Regions from separate parts of the Athene noctua genome. Here region 2 is linked to region 1. The links are chromatin contacts, called in public Hi-C maps. All regions are on one chromosome and are shown on one strand. The core of a region is the stretch at or near the end of the contact, and the rest is flanking DNA. Distances in the headings are between cores, read along the strand shown.

What was found. A called contact is a pair of places that touch in the nucleus more often than the background predicts.
Region 2: a Hi-C map of heart shows a contact between it and region 1, with 3 times the contacts expected there. The contact joins the promoter of AMOT here to the promoter of LOC141964479 in region 1. A contact is called at or near these places in 2 of 2 Hi-C or Micro-C datasets (heart and liver).

What each region holds. Positions count from the first base shown.
Region 1 is chr11:10,601,039-10,607,975 of bAthNoc1.hap1.1, reverse strand. It overlaps LOC141964479 (UDP-N-acetylglucosamine transferase subunit ALG13-like), which reads right to left and starts at 5,156. Exons shown (of 4, transcript XM_074914929.1): 1 at 5,030-5,156; 2 at 4,487-4,653; 3 at 4,134-4,274; 4 at 1,390-2,451. The coding sequence starts at 5,110. The coding sequence ends at 2,340. LOC141964478 (UDP-N-acetylglucosamine transferase subunit ALG13-like) reads right to left here and starts at 148. Exons shown (of 22, transcript XM_074914927.1): 1 at 8-148. The coding sequence starts at 148.
Region 2 is chr11:10,879,227-10,886,063 of bAthNoc1.hap1.1, reverse strand. AMOT (angiomotin) reads left to right here and starts at 2,644. Exons shown (of 13, transcript XM_074914990.1): 1 at 2,644-2,774.

The sequences.
Region 1 (6,937 bases), core at 3,907-6,406:
CGCCCACCTGCTCCGAGACGGCTCGGAAGAGGCAGGAGGCGTCCTTGGCCGTCATCTTGCGGTACAGCCCCAGGCTGCCCAGGTACTCATCCATAGCCACCTCGCTGAAGGACTTCTGCCCGAAGTACTTCTTCCAGCCCTTCTGCATCTTTCCCCGGGTGGCGGCGGCGGCACCAAAGGCGGGAGACAGGGACTCCGCGCGGGGCGCTGCGCTCCGCGGCGCGGCGCGTGCCGGCTAGGCGCGCGGCGGCTGCTAATGAGGGGCCCCGCCCAACGCGCCCACCTGCGCCAGGCGCCGCCACCCGGCCCCTGCCCCCCCCTGCCCCCGGCCTCCCCCTGCCCCCCTGGCATCCTCCTGCCCCCCGGCCTCCCCCTGCCCCCTGGCATCCCCCTGCCCCCGGCATCCCCCGGCATCCTCCTGCCCCCCGGCCTCCCCCTGCCCCCCTGGCCTCCCCCTGCCCCCCGGCCTCCCCCTGCCCCCAGCCTCCCCCTGCCCCCGGCCTCCCCCTGCCATCCTCCTGCCCCCGGCCTCCCCCTGGCATCCCCCTGCCCCCGGCCTCCCCCTGCCCCCGGCATCCACCGGCATCCCCCTGCCCCCCGGCCTCCCCCTGCCCCCGGCATGCCCCGGCCTCCTCCTGTCCCCCGCCATCCCCCTGCTCCCGGCCTCCCCCTGCCCCCCGGCATCCTCCTGCCCCCCGGCATCCCCCTGCCCCCGGCATCCTCTGGCCTCCTCCTGCCCCCCAGCATCCCCCTGCCCTCCGGACGCTGCCGCCGCTTCCGCAGCGCGCCCCTGGCCCGGCCCGGCGCAGCGGTGCCCCCCCGGCCCGCCCGCGGGAGGTGCCCCCTGCCGCAGCCATTTTAAGATGCCCAAATATCTGTCCCGCTTCATGGCTGCAGGCCAGGCGATGTCCGAGCGCCGTGGGGTCGCTTTACTCCAGCCCCCCCCCCCCGCTGTCGGCGCGGAGGCCGAAGGGTCGTGAAGCCCCGGCAGACATCTCCTGCCGGACCTGCCTCGGGAGGAGAAGGGAGTCCTTGCTAAGCTAACCCCTTCCAGCTTCATCGCTTTTTGTACCTGTAACTGCAAATAACTAGTGGGAAATTCAGTCAAATTGTTCATCAAGATTTCCCATGACGCTCCTGCATGCTCTCAGACTGGAGAGAAGCTGCTAGCGGTACATTTGAACTAACAGCAGCTCTATAAAATCGTTAAGGAAGTGAAAATCTTAGCTGCTCCTAATAAAGTATTTGGGGAAAACTTTGGGGATCAATAAAAATCACTCTTGTACAACTGTTCAGCATTATTTATTCCATGTAGAGCCCTTGTGCTTGATTCGATCAGAATGCTTCCATGTACATTATTAACTTGCTAATAAAAATTGCACTCAGATGCCCCGAATTAGGAGTTTCTTTTTACTGTTTTAAGCAACAGGAACAAAAAACCCCCAAACAAATAATGTACTTGCAGGAAGGGCAATTAGCACCAACTGTGCAGTTCCACAGTTCTAGACACATTACAGACCAAATAGCCTGCATGAACACTTTTTAAAAACACTTTGTTTTTCAAAACATTTACTTAAACAAACTGATGGTAGCATCAACACAGTTGAAAGTTTCAATACTTTAAACTGGGAGCTCCAATCAGCATGAAACAGGAAACATTGCACTTCACGGGAAGTCCAAAATAAGTAATGATGGGACAACATTACGTGAATGGATTGACTGCACTGACCCCCATTCCTCTCCTATAGGCCGTTTTACTCTGAGAGTAAACCACCCAAAACCGGGTGTCAGTTAGCAGACAGCTTGGCAGCAGGTTTGCAGTTCTTGACTTTTCTCACCCAGATTTACCATGTGCCCCTTCCCCTTCAAAGTGGCTTAAATCTCTCACTTTTTATTTTCAGTGCTTCTGTAAACACACAAAATGAGAGCTGAAGTTGTCTCATTTGCAGAACATCACAGGAATATCAAGAAGGACAACTAGTACTAGGCAAATATAGTCAAGAGACCACTATTAACAAGCCATGCTCCTTAAGAAGTAATTTAGCTTGTCTTCCTCACTGGAATTAACCAACTCAGTGCAGATTTTGTGATATAAGTATTTGTCCAAGAAACCAGACAGTTCACACTCCTCCCCCATCCCCGTTGTTGGCACTGTGCTCTTTTAAGCATAGAGCTAGATGACTTTAAACTGTCGCTGAATAGAAAACCATTTAATGGCAGTTAATATTAACAGTCATTTTCTTTGAGGGTTTTTCCCAGTTGGTGAACTCTTAAGTATGGAAGGCCCCACTCAGAAAGGAGAAAGGTTTTACTCTGACATTTTCATTCCTCTGTATTGTTTATTGAAACCCAACAACTTTATCCAAGAACAAAGCAAACTTTTCTGGCTGTCCAGGAGGAAAAGGTTTCAAAGTTGACAAGTCCATCAACTGCAGAGTCTCCACAAGAGTGCTGTAAAAACAGACCGAAACAAAAGAATTAAAAATCCATCCCAAAGGGAAATTTTTTCTTCACAAAATTTTCTTTCTTTTCATATATACATAATTCTTTAGCACAGAAACAAAAAGGGCATGTATTGAAAGGAAGAAGAGACCCCACAAACCAGAGGGCCCCAACCATCACTGGCTCATAGGCAGCATTGCTGAGAACACACTTCGACTGATACCACAGCTTTTGACTCACAACCTCAGCTCTAACTTCTTAAGTCTTCTGTGCTTGCAATGTTGGGAGACTGAACAAGATCTCAGGATCTTCACCATAAACTGTACCAGCAAATTCATCCTATTTGAACACATGGCATAGTTCTCCACTTAACACACAACCAGAAAGAACAGCTAAATCAATCTGTTAGCTTGCTATTATCAGACTGCAAATAAGGCTCAAATGCTAGGCACTGTTCAAAGAGAAATAAAAATTTCTTCCTGTCTCTGAAGCAGTCAGCAGCACTGCAATAATAAGTTTAAGAAACTTGCCCAATATAAATGAATAGCAAGTCTAGTCTATTCAGAAGGCTCTTCTGAAACATAGGAAATCCTATTTGCAGGGCAAAGGAACAAGATGCAGACTAAATACTGGGGGTTGCATTTCCTCTGCCTTCAATTTAAAGGTCATCTTTTATTTATACAGTGCAATCAATCATAAACAATCATAAATAAAGAGAAATAAAGATATCGGTAAAACAAGAAAACAAATGAAACTAACAGGAGCCAGGATAAATACAAACAAACAAAAGGAGATACGGGTTTTGGGGGGGGGGGGGGGTGTTTCTTTTTTCCCTGAAGTGACAGGCAGTAGACCTATGCAACTCCTTGTCAGAAGATGCGGCTGATTCAGGAAGTTTGGTTAAAAAGGCAGCCTGAATAAGTACTTGAAAGATAGAGGTATTGAATGTTACTGACTAGACAGCATCTGATTTAGGAATCCCCCTGACTCAAATACCTAAGAGCACTGGAAGGAAAGCAATACAAGGAAGTACCGTATGTTCTTGCCCTGTTTCTCCTTTTGGCTGGGCATCTGGACACGGCCACTGCAAATAGAATATTGAGCTATGTGGACTCCTGATCCATATCTGTAAGGCCATTCTTATGTTCTAAATACTCCAGACACTTTCAATTTTATTATGTCAATGCATTTATACAGTAAACTTTAGTGCGCTTTACAAGGAAAATCCAAATAGCAAGATGATGGAGTCCTAAGTCTGAAGGGAGAAATTTACTCCTTATGGCTCATGGTTACAAACCAATTGTCTGGGTTGTATTATTTCTATACTTCAAAAAAGAATCAAACAGCTAGTGAGAAAAAGCAGAAAAAGAAAGAAGCTGTTAGGTGCCTCCTGGATGCTACCTGACTCTTTCAAATTCAACCACGTCTATTTGGTTTAAATTGCTCTTCTTTCAATCTGAATATGTGTGCCCTCAAAAAAAAAAATAATGCAGGACTCATGGTCAAATGGTTTGTTAAGTTTGGTAAATCAGCACCTAATGTTAATCTATCCACTATGGAATATCTACCTTGCAAACAAATGGCTGTTACAGGATGTATGTTTCCTTGTTACATTCTCAATACTGTAGTAACACAGAGTGCTGGTGCTGAACACTGCTTGGCCAGTCAGGACAGCCCCAGAAGCTCCATACCTGCAATTACAGCAGAGGACATGCCCATCTCTGTTGAGCTGTTTTGCCAGTTCAAGCTGATGGTTGTTCATCAGCTTTTCATTCGTTACAACTATTAGTGGTTTTCCTTTTTCTAGAGTCTCCAGACAACTACCTGCACCTACAGGAGAAACAGAAAACACCATGAGTTTTTGCCCTGACACATATCATCTTACTTGCTTTTGAAACGCGGGAAGACTCCTAAAGGTGAACATTAACCACTCGGCTCTAGCTGCGGATCGTTCGATGCCAGCCCAACCCCGAGCCGTAGAGACCGACTTCACGCAAGCGACTTCCCATCCTGCCCCCAGGCCAACCGGCAAACAAACGGGGCGCTACCTGCGTGGCTGATGACCAGGTCCGCCCTCCGCAGGTCCTCGGCCAGCGAGTCCTTGAAGCGGAAGGCTTCCACCGCCAAGGCCGGGCTGCCGCTCAGCGCCGGATCCAGCGCTCCCCGCCCGACCTGCAGCACCAGCTTCCCGTAGCCGCGGCTCCGCAGCACCTACGCCGGCGGGAGGGATGTGGGGGGGGTGTGTGCACTGTGTGCGCCCACCCAGGTCGGACACCGGGGCGCCTGGCCCTGCTCCCAGTTACCCTGGCCCGGCCCGGCGGCCTCTGCCACCACCTCCCCCCTCGATTCGCGCCACGAACCGCCCGGCCCCCTCCGCCGCCGCTGACCACGACCCCGCCACAGAGGGCTCCCCACAACCGTCCCCGCTGCCCCCCCCCCATCTCCAGCGGGACGGCGTGGCGGAGGGGAAGGGAGAAAGGGCGGGACAGCTCCCAGCGCGCAGGCGCCCGGTAGAGGCGCGGCGGGCAGGCCGGGGAGGGGAGGCCCGGGATGACTGTCTGAGGCGCTGGTCTCGCCGCCGCCTCACCTCCAGGGCCTCCGGCGAGCAGACGGTCGCGATCAGGTCGTCGAAGCTGGTGGTGCCCACGGTGACGAAAACGGACTTCATGGCGGCGACCGCCTGCCTCCAGCGCTCCGCGCGCGGGGAGCCGCCAGAGGGCGCCACGCATCGCCCCCAAAATGGCTGCCGCCTGAGGGGGAGGGTTGGCGGGCGGGCGGGCGGGCGGGCGGGGGGCCATGTCCGTTTCTCCGCACGGCTCCCCCGTGCCCGTTTGGGCCCGCTGCTTCCGCCCAGGCGAGCGAGGGGACCGGGCAGGTGCGGTTCCCGGTGCCACAGGCAGCCGGACCCGCCGCAGGGGTGCGGGGCTCCCTCCGCGGTGCTGGACCGGCAGGGAAGGTGCCCGCTCTGCCTGACGATCCCACTCGCGGGCAGCGTTCAGCCACCTCGGCGCGGTAGCCAAAAGTGTCTCAGTTTTTCAAACCTTCGTAGCGGGCAGACTAACCCAAATTTGGAAAAGAGATTCAGAAGATTTTTTCTTCCACATGTTATTTTAGCACATGGGGCTCAGATCACAGTAACTGACAGCCTGACTGGGCCAGGTGCCGGGTGTGTTCACAGCCTGCTGTTCCCCCCGTAGCACGGCTGCAGCTACCTTTTCTTGATAGGCTGACCTGGGCTAGGCATGGGGACTACCCAGTCTGGGCCAAGCCTCCCACGGCATTTACGGTGGGAATAACACCACAAAAGGATAGTAGCAAATGAGCAGTCAGTCATGCTTTGGCGGAGAGACTGATGTATCATCTAGAGTGATACTACTGCAGCAGGGAAGTGGAAGACAGAATAAGTGCCAAGATTAACAAAGAGCACCTGCAAGAGGGCAGAGTTTCTGCAGAGCACATCAGCAGTACCTGTGAAAGCAGGAGGCCTTTGAGCAGCCACACCATAGCGTTTGGGAAACTGCCTTTATCCAGATCAACTTCTGACAAGACAAGCATGTTACATGGGAAATGCAACTGAAAGAATCCATAGCATTTCAGCCCAAAGTTGTTCTGCAACCTGCCAGATGTAGCTACCTGAACTGTAGAGAGCAAGAGTAGCTGGCTTTCCTATCTGAAATGAGCCCTCTAGGGTACATTGAGCAAAGTGCCACACAGGGACAACGGAGGCTACTTTAGATGGCAATACACTGAATCAAGCATGAAAACAATTTGCATGACTAAAGTATTTTATGCTCCATCTTCAATTAATAGATTTTGGAATAAAAGCCAAAAACTACATTCTGATGCAAGGAAAGCTACAACTGCCATATACCTGAATCAGTGTTGCCTGAAGCAGTCCTGTAATGGCAGTCCAAGGCTGACACAACCCCTTGAGCACTGGGCCTCACTGAAGGACACTTTGCTTCTGGTCAGAGCATCATCTGGGGATATCTCATAGCATTGCAGAGCAAATACATGGGATTCAAGCCTATCTTCAAATGACTGAGGCAGGAGAAAATTGCATACATTACCATCAGTGGATGAGCTTGGGTGGTTTTGCTGTGTGGATATCCTTCCAGTGATGCCACAGAGATTGGTGAAGGTGGGAAACAGAAGGAAAAAAAGACATATTTTGAACTCTGCATTCTACATTTTGTTTAGAAAACTTGAATGATTCTGGCTATGCATGTGCACTGTGTCCATTCCCCCCAAAATCCCCAAAATGCTGCAAATTCAAATAGAAACTGCTGTCTGCTGGCTCTTAGTTGTTTCCAGAAAGTCAGACATAAAAATTATTTGGCCTAAATAGGTTAACCTGCCACAGGAGCTGAGACTGCAACTCAAGGAAAACCCTGTAAGTGAGGTTGAAATCAAAGCTAGGAGCTGTACCCCCCAAGTTTTTTTTCCTCACTTTGTTGCTGATCAATGTTAGCACCTTGGGGAGGTGCTCATCTTT
Region 2 (6,837 bases), core at 1,395-3,894, 280 kb before region 1:
GGGTGGCTCTAAACCAAACCCAGGGCTATTCCAAATTCAGATTGCCTTCTGAGCATCCAAAAGTATGTTTTAGATTATGTTAGCAACCACAGCTGTGCTCATAAGAACTGTAAGAATATGCAGTGATCCAGCTGAGCTGTTTGTGTATCTTCCTGCTTGACAGAGAAGAGTGATGTAAAGCAGCAATTGCCTGGTTTTTATTCTAGTGAAGTCCCAGCAGCATTGTTAGGGTGCTTCCCAGCCGTTTTGCATGGCCCAAATAGTATAAAACAGCCAGGACGAGCCATGGAGAGAACCTCTGAGACAAGTAGTAAGCCACAAGACAGAGTGTGCTTTTAAATTAATTTGTATGTATATAACATTACCAAAACAAAATGGAAGCATATGTTATAAACAGACACAGCCTATTTGCCAAATTTTATTCAGTCATGGTGGGATGCAAATTAAAACCCAATAATGCTGAAGTGTGCATAAAGCTGTGTATGAAATACATACTCATTACATTTTAAGGCTAAAAGTGACTATTGCAAAGAAAAAAAGCTAGAAATAATGCAAATGACTGCAGTGCTGTGGTTTTCTCCTCCTCCCCTCCTTTGTAAATCTCCCAAGCATTGTCTTATTACGCATGAATGATGCAGATTTTTGCTAGGATTGCTTTCTCGCTGTTGGTCATGTTTTCCAGGCAGGGGTGCAGACCTCCGACAGCTGCAGTAGCAAGGCAAAGAAAGGAGTGAGCTTGTCAACCACAAAAAGACTATGGATTTTGGAGATCCAGTACTACAAAAACAAATATTCCACCATGTTTTATAACAGATCATTCTTGTCTGGCTCTGTCAAACCAGGCCTCGTGACAGCACAGCCCATTTTAGTGTCACTCTTATACCCCTGTGTTGCTGGATTCCCGTGGAGCAATAACAGATTTTCCCTCCATAGCTTCTTTCTTGGTATTTACATTGAGAGGTTGGTGTGTCACTACTACCTCTGCTGTTTTTTTTCCCCTCTTCATCAAAAGCAACAAAACAAAGCTATCTGTAATCAAATATGGCAAGGAGTAGTAATGCTGCATGAACACAGATGTCTGTGCTTGAAAGCATTTTTCCACCTGACTTTGCTTGCTACTCACATCTCTAAAATGTTCTTTGGTTTCTACATGGCTTGTTTTAACTAATGCAATGTTCAGGTCTGTGTGCGTGACATAGCAAACATTGTACAACGAGGCCAGAGAGATATGCAGCTTTATGGCTTGTAAAGAAAAATAAATGAAACATCTTAACATGAGACCACAGGAGCTGTATACTTGAGGACCAGCAGCTGATTACTTGAGTGACAGTTCCCAGATATTTTTTTTTTTTAAGCTTTGCCTATTAATACTTTTTAGCACCTGGCTACTGCGGTGATAAAACATTCTTAAGTCATTAGAGGTTCCTTCTCTCACTAAATTTTACATCCTCTGGAGTCACACCGGTATTCCTACATTATTTTGGCATGTGTTCTGACAACTTTTCTAGAGATGAATCTTTGACAGTCTTGCTTTTACATTTTTATTGTTTTCGTTGGGAGTGTTTCTGGGGCAAGGAATGTTGCTAGTTAGAAACATTGTGGAAAAGACGTTACGTTAGAAGACAAAGCTATCACAGAATGCTCAAGCTGTGATGAAGGTAATAGATTTAGCACATAAGTGGGCCAGTAATAGAAGCCAGGTGAAATAAAAAGTGAAAAGCTTAAATTGTTATGGCTGAGATTGTAAAACATTTCAACATGGAAGACTTTAAATTTGTTGTCAACAAAGTAAGGTCCTCTTAGGCTGAAATATGTGAGCTCTCATACTGGTGTCTCCCTGCATAATTTACAATCTACTGTTAACTGCAGGTGGTAGAGATAGAGTTTCTGTGTTGTAAAATGTGCAACCAATGGTACTTGAAAAAGTTGTGAAAATGGCAGTCACCCTGTTAAGACCAGTAACTTTGCAGCCATGTGAGAGGACATCAGCCCTGATGTGGCAGAGAGGGCCCAGGACATCCTTAGTAGTTGTAGATCTGGCTGACCAGGAGGCCAGCTGTGGCAAACGTACCTTTGTAACTGCTAAAGCATCAAAACTTTGCTACAGCTCTGCCTGTCCATGGAACAGGGCCTCCTGCAGGCAGCGGCCATTTTGTGAGTGACATCATGATGGTGGGGAAAGCATCCCTCTCCCTTGGAGGGAAGGATGGATATCTTTGTCCTCTCTTTTTCAGTGTGTTCCCCTGGAGGCCTGCCGCCTTGGTGTGCCTCACAGCCCAGCCGGTGTTTCACAGAGGACTTCAGTGCTTTCAGCCCCAGGTGCCTGTGTGTCCCAGGCCTGCCAGAGAGGAGCTGCCTCCATCGGGCACCCGCCTGGGCCGCCTCTCCCTCCGCCGGCCATGACGGGGAAACCTGAAGGAGCCCCCAGTGCAGCTCCCTTCCGACCCCGGGCTGCGCTGCCAGGCTGGTGTTCCCGCTCACCCTCGGGCGGTGAGGCCAGGCGAGACGGCGCGGCCGGTCCCGCCGGCGGGCGGGCGGTGAGGCCGTGGCGGGGCGGGAGGACTACACTTCCCGGCCGCCTTTGCAGGCGCTGGCCCAGCGGGGGATGCCGGGTGCCGTAGTTGCAGCCTCCTGGTGAAAGTTAATAACTGAATCTGGGGTAGGCACTTCCCAGAGCTCCTCGGTGCCTCTCATTGCCATGCCGGCTTTGTCACCTCGGAGGAAAGAGGAGCAAGATGGATGAGCGGGCGGCCGCTGGGGCAGGCGCCCGCGGGGTAAGGAGCGGGTGTGGAGGGGGGGGAAGGGGGGCTCGGGCCGCCGCTGCGAGGCCGGCTGCGAGAGGGGAGGGCGGCTGGCGGCTGCCCCGCCGGGCCCCCGCGGCGAGGAGGGGGGGCCGCGGCTGCCCTGCCCTGGCGGGATGCCGGGCGTGGGGGCAGGTGCAGCGGCGAGCGGCGCTGGGGTTCCCCCCGCGGCGGGGCTGCTGAGGCGGGGGCGCGCAGCGCCGGCTCCCTCCTAACGGCCGCGATAGCCCCGGCCCTGCCCTCGGCGCCCCGCTCCTGCCCGCGCCCCCCGCCTCCAGCCTGAGCTAAATGCCGGCCCGGCCCCGCGCTGCCCCCTCCTCGCACCTCCCGGGGCGAGGCTGCACGGCCCCGCGGCTCCCCCGAGGGGGGGGTCCCCCCCTAGAGCCCGGGAAAGGGGCTCCCGTGTCTCTCTTCCCTGCTCTCGGGGAAGCCATCTCCTTCCCCGGGCAAGGTGCGCGGGTGTGGGGCAGTTCCGTGGCTCAGCCCGCAGCCCCCGGGATCGCGTCCAGTGTTTGGGGGTCGCCGCAGGCACCCCCGGTGGTCTCGGGAAAGTCTTGTCATTGGCAAGTGGCGAGGCGAGGAGAAGGCTGTGAGGGCTTGCAATGGGAACTGTTTGATGTGTGTCGTAGTGGGACAGAGGAGTCGGTGCGAAGGAGAGAGCAGAGCTGTGCTGCCCATTCCCAGGTTCGTTTTCAAGTCCAGGTTAAGGCAAGGGGATGTTTTGCTACCTACTGTCCTGCAGAGGAGATCCAGGGCCTCTGCCCCTGCCCAGCTGCAAGAGATGGTGCCTGCTCTGCCCTCCCTCCTCTTCCCTCCAGAGTCCCCATCCCTGCCAGCCCCAAACACCCACCTGAGCTGGTCCGCATCAGCCCAAACTCTGAGTTAAGCAGAAGTGACTCCAAATCCTCCTGCTTTGATCTCTGAGGGAACAAAATGCCAATCTAAGAGTGATAATCCCTAAAGAGTTAAAAGCTTTGTGTTTGCATCCTTGCCTGGTAGAGAGTGGGGATCCCACCAGCCCCTTGAGGCTCTGGGTTTAGCCGTCCCTGCTACTACTTCATGGTCTGCTCTCAGGTTGAAAGATTATGCCTTTCATTAGCAGACTGATTCAAGTAGGCCCATAAATACTCATTTATGTGACATTTACCACGTGGTCAAAGCAGAAGTACAAATCCTGTCTATCTCAATTCTGGCATACTTTTTGGGGAAGGTGAGGGCTGGAAGGCCAAATCTTTTGTGTGTGGGAGCTGTGGTGCATACAGGATCTTGGGTGATCTCAAACACCCATTGCTTTTGCTTGAAGCTGTAGATAGCCAAGAACTGGCTGAATCGCCAGCATACAGTAGGGTAGCCCCAGCACTTCCATTGTGCAGGCTCCTGGGGGACTGTTCTGACTTCTCACAACAGTCAGGCCCAGACTCGGCCTTGGCATCCTTGCCTGGAATCTCCCATTGTGAGATGCATAAAGAAGATCCCAATTCAATTTTCAGTATGTCACCTCTGATAATGATCCTTAATTCAGCCCCAATGCAATATAAAATAGCAAATTCCATTTTAGTTCACTTTTCATTTTCATTCTGCCGTTTAACGATAATTTTTCATTAAGCATCTAATCCTGTCTTAGCGTTTCTCATCAGTAAGGCTCAAGGTGCTTTACAAAACAGGTAAAAATATGACTATTCCAATTAGCCTTATTAAGATGTGGGGTTTGGGCAGCTTCTGCAGATAATATAGGTCATAAATAATTAAGAGTACAATCTAATTAAAAGAAACCCCCAGTTGTAAACCAAACTGCCATACTGAAGAAGCCAGTCTTCAAAGGAATGGCCTCCTAACCTAATCTCCCTGATGAGGAGAGTATCCCATTAACGCACAAATCTTCTCTCTCCTAATGTGTCTGCCCCAACAGCAGGTACTTTCATGTGCCTGTGCAGGACCCAAGGGAGGGAGAGGGTCAAGGAGTTTCAGTGACAAAAAGCAGTTTGGAGAGTGTTCTATTAAAGTCCCTTATCTCATCATTTGAATAAAGGTCTCATGTTTGGAGGCTTACCAAAATGTACAGCCTGAACGGAGCAAGGTTAGGAGTAGAACTGATTTAGTTTTTTAGTTACTGAAAATTAGAAACATTGCTCAAAATGGAGTCTAGAAGATACAAAGAAGGTTGTGGCCTGGATCCAGTTTATACGTGACCTAAATAGAATTCTGACCCCCAAACTTGCTGTGAACACCTTGTCAAATTTCATCAAAGTTGGACACAAACTTTCATGTTTGGGAGTTTAGGCTCTAGATTGCTAGTGCTAAACTGGGTCTGTGTATCCTGACACCTGTGTGTCGCCACGGGAAGCTATCTCAGGACCGCTGTTTATCTACATAATTCAGCAGTAGAGCTATGTGGATGAAATCCTTGTTCTCATTCCAAATACCTGTTGTCACGTATTACTTATTCTGTGGGAATGTTTTTGCTCCAGTTTGTGGTTATGCAGTGTTTAGCGATGACCTAATTGCAATGTTCTCATTAGCCAGAGAAATTTCTGAGTTTGGCTGTATAGTTCACCTTCTCAGTAAGTAAATCATTGGTCCGTAACACTGTCTACCATCAGTACTGTCACATTAGCCACATTTTATGAGGGATCATGAGGCTGGTGAGGGCACATTGAAGCTTGTGTATCTACAACAGCTTCTCACACTTCACCATTGTAATGTTTAACTTAGCTCAGAGTAAGTGCAGACCATCTTGTTGATGAAAATGCCTGAATCTGATGAGCTATAGCAGCTTGCTTACCACTAAAGAAACTGTACCTCTGTTAGTTTGGTGTGGGGTAATTTCCTTGAAAGTTGGTGATATACAAGCAGCTACAAATAAAGCTGAAAAATGCCAGATTGCCTTTCAGACTGTCTCATGATGAGGCTTAATCTTGGCCCGGGAATGCTGGTTTAATTTTCAAATGTAACTCAAAGGAATGTTGGTTGCAAGTTACATTAAAATGAGTCCCTAAGTCCCTTAGGGTCTTGGAGAGACCTATATCTTGTTCCTTCTGTGCTGTAATTTCTTCATTTCTATTGTGTTGAACTGTAGTTCAGTCTCATACGCTGGAAGCTTTGACTAGTAAGGCATGACTGGAGCTCTGAGTAATGCTCGTGGTACCGGAAAGCTACTACAAATGACAGAAGGGAACTTACAGAAATAAGGAAGCAGGGAATGCAGACATTTTGAGCAGCAGAAAGAGGGAGGGTGAGAACAGAAGAAAGGGGGGAGGGACAAAGGAATGAAAAATGTAAAAGAAAAAGCAGGAAGAAAACTAAACCACCACCATTCTAAGTGACAGTCAGTGTGGTGTGGGTGAGGCTTTGCACTTGAACCAGGTTTCCTAAGAACATTATCAGGTGCCACTTATGGGAGGGAGGAGGAGGGAAGAGGATTCCTGGAGAAGTGCATATCCACACAATGAAGTCTTTGGTTTCTTCCCTTGCACATTTGTAGAGCGCTCACGTCTTTCCCTTACCCCAGGAGACATTCCCATTTCCTTTCACTTACCAGTGTTTGGAAGGCGGAAGGAGATGAGGCACTGTTGGGTTCCCTTATTAACTTAATCTGTGGGAAGCCCTACATAAATCATTGAATTTCCTAGTCTTGATAGAATGAGATATTTGTACAGTGAAGTCAAACAGAAGATCGAGGTTCCTGCACAGGGAGGCTTTGACGCTGTTCCAGTCCTGTGCCTGTGACTCTTAATGTGTGCATTTCTTTGAAGTCTGAAGCTTAGGAGTCTGCATTAATGATCAAGGGACAGAGCTGAATACAGAATTTGTACGGTATGAAGGTAAAGGTGTGGGTATGAATGTGGGAAGAGAATATTTAAGAGCAGTCTGGCATATATAGTTAGTAATATTAAAAAAAGTAATCACATTAATTTCCTATTGTTACTCAAGTTTCCAATGCTTTTAGCATCTTCTCATTCCTTGTAGATCAGTGATTTCTTGCTGGGTCCTGTCGTGTCCAAAATACTAACTTCTCTAAAAAGTAGAAGACTTTGAG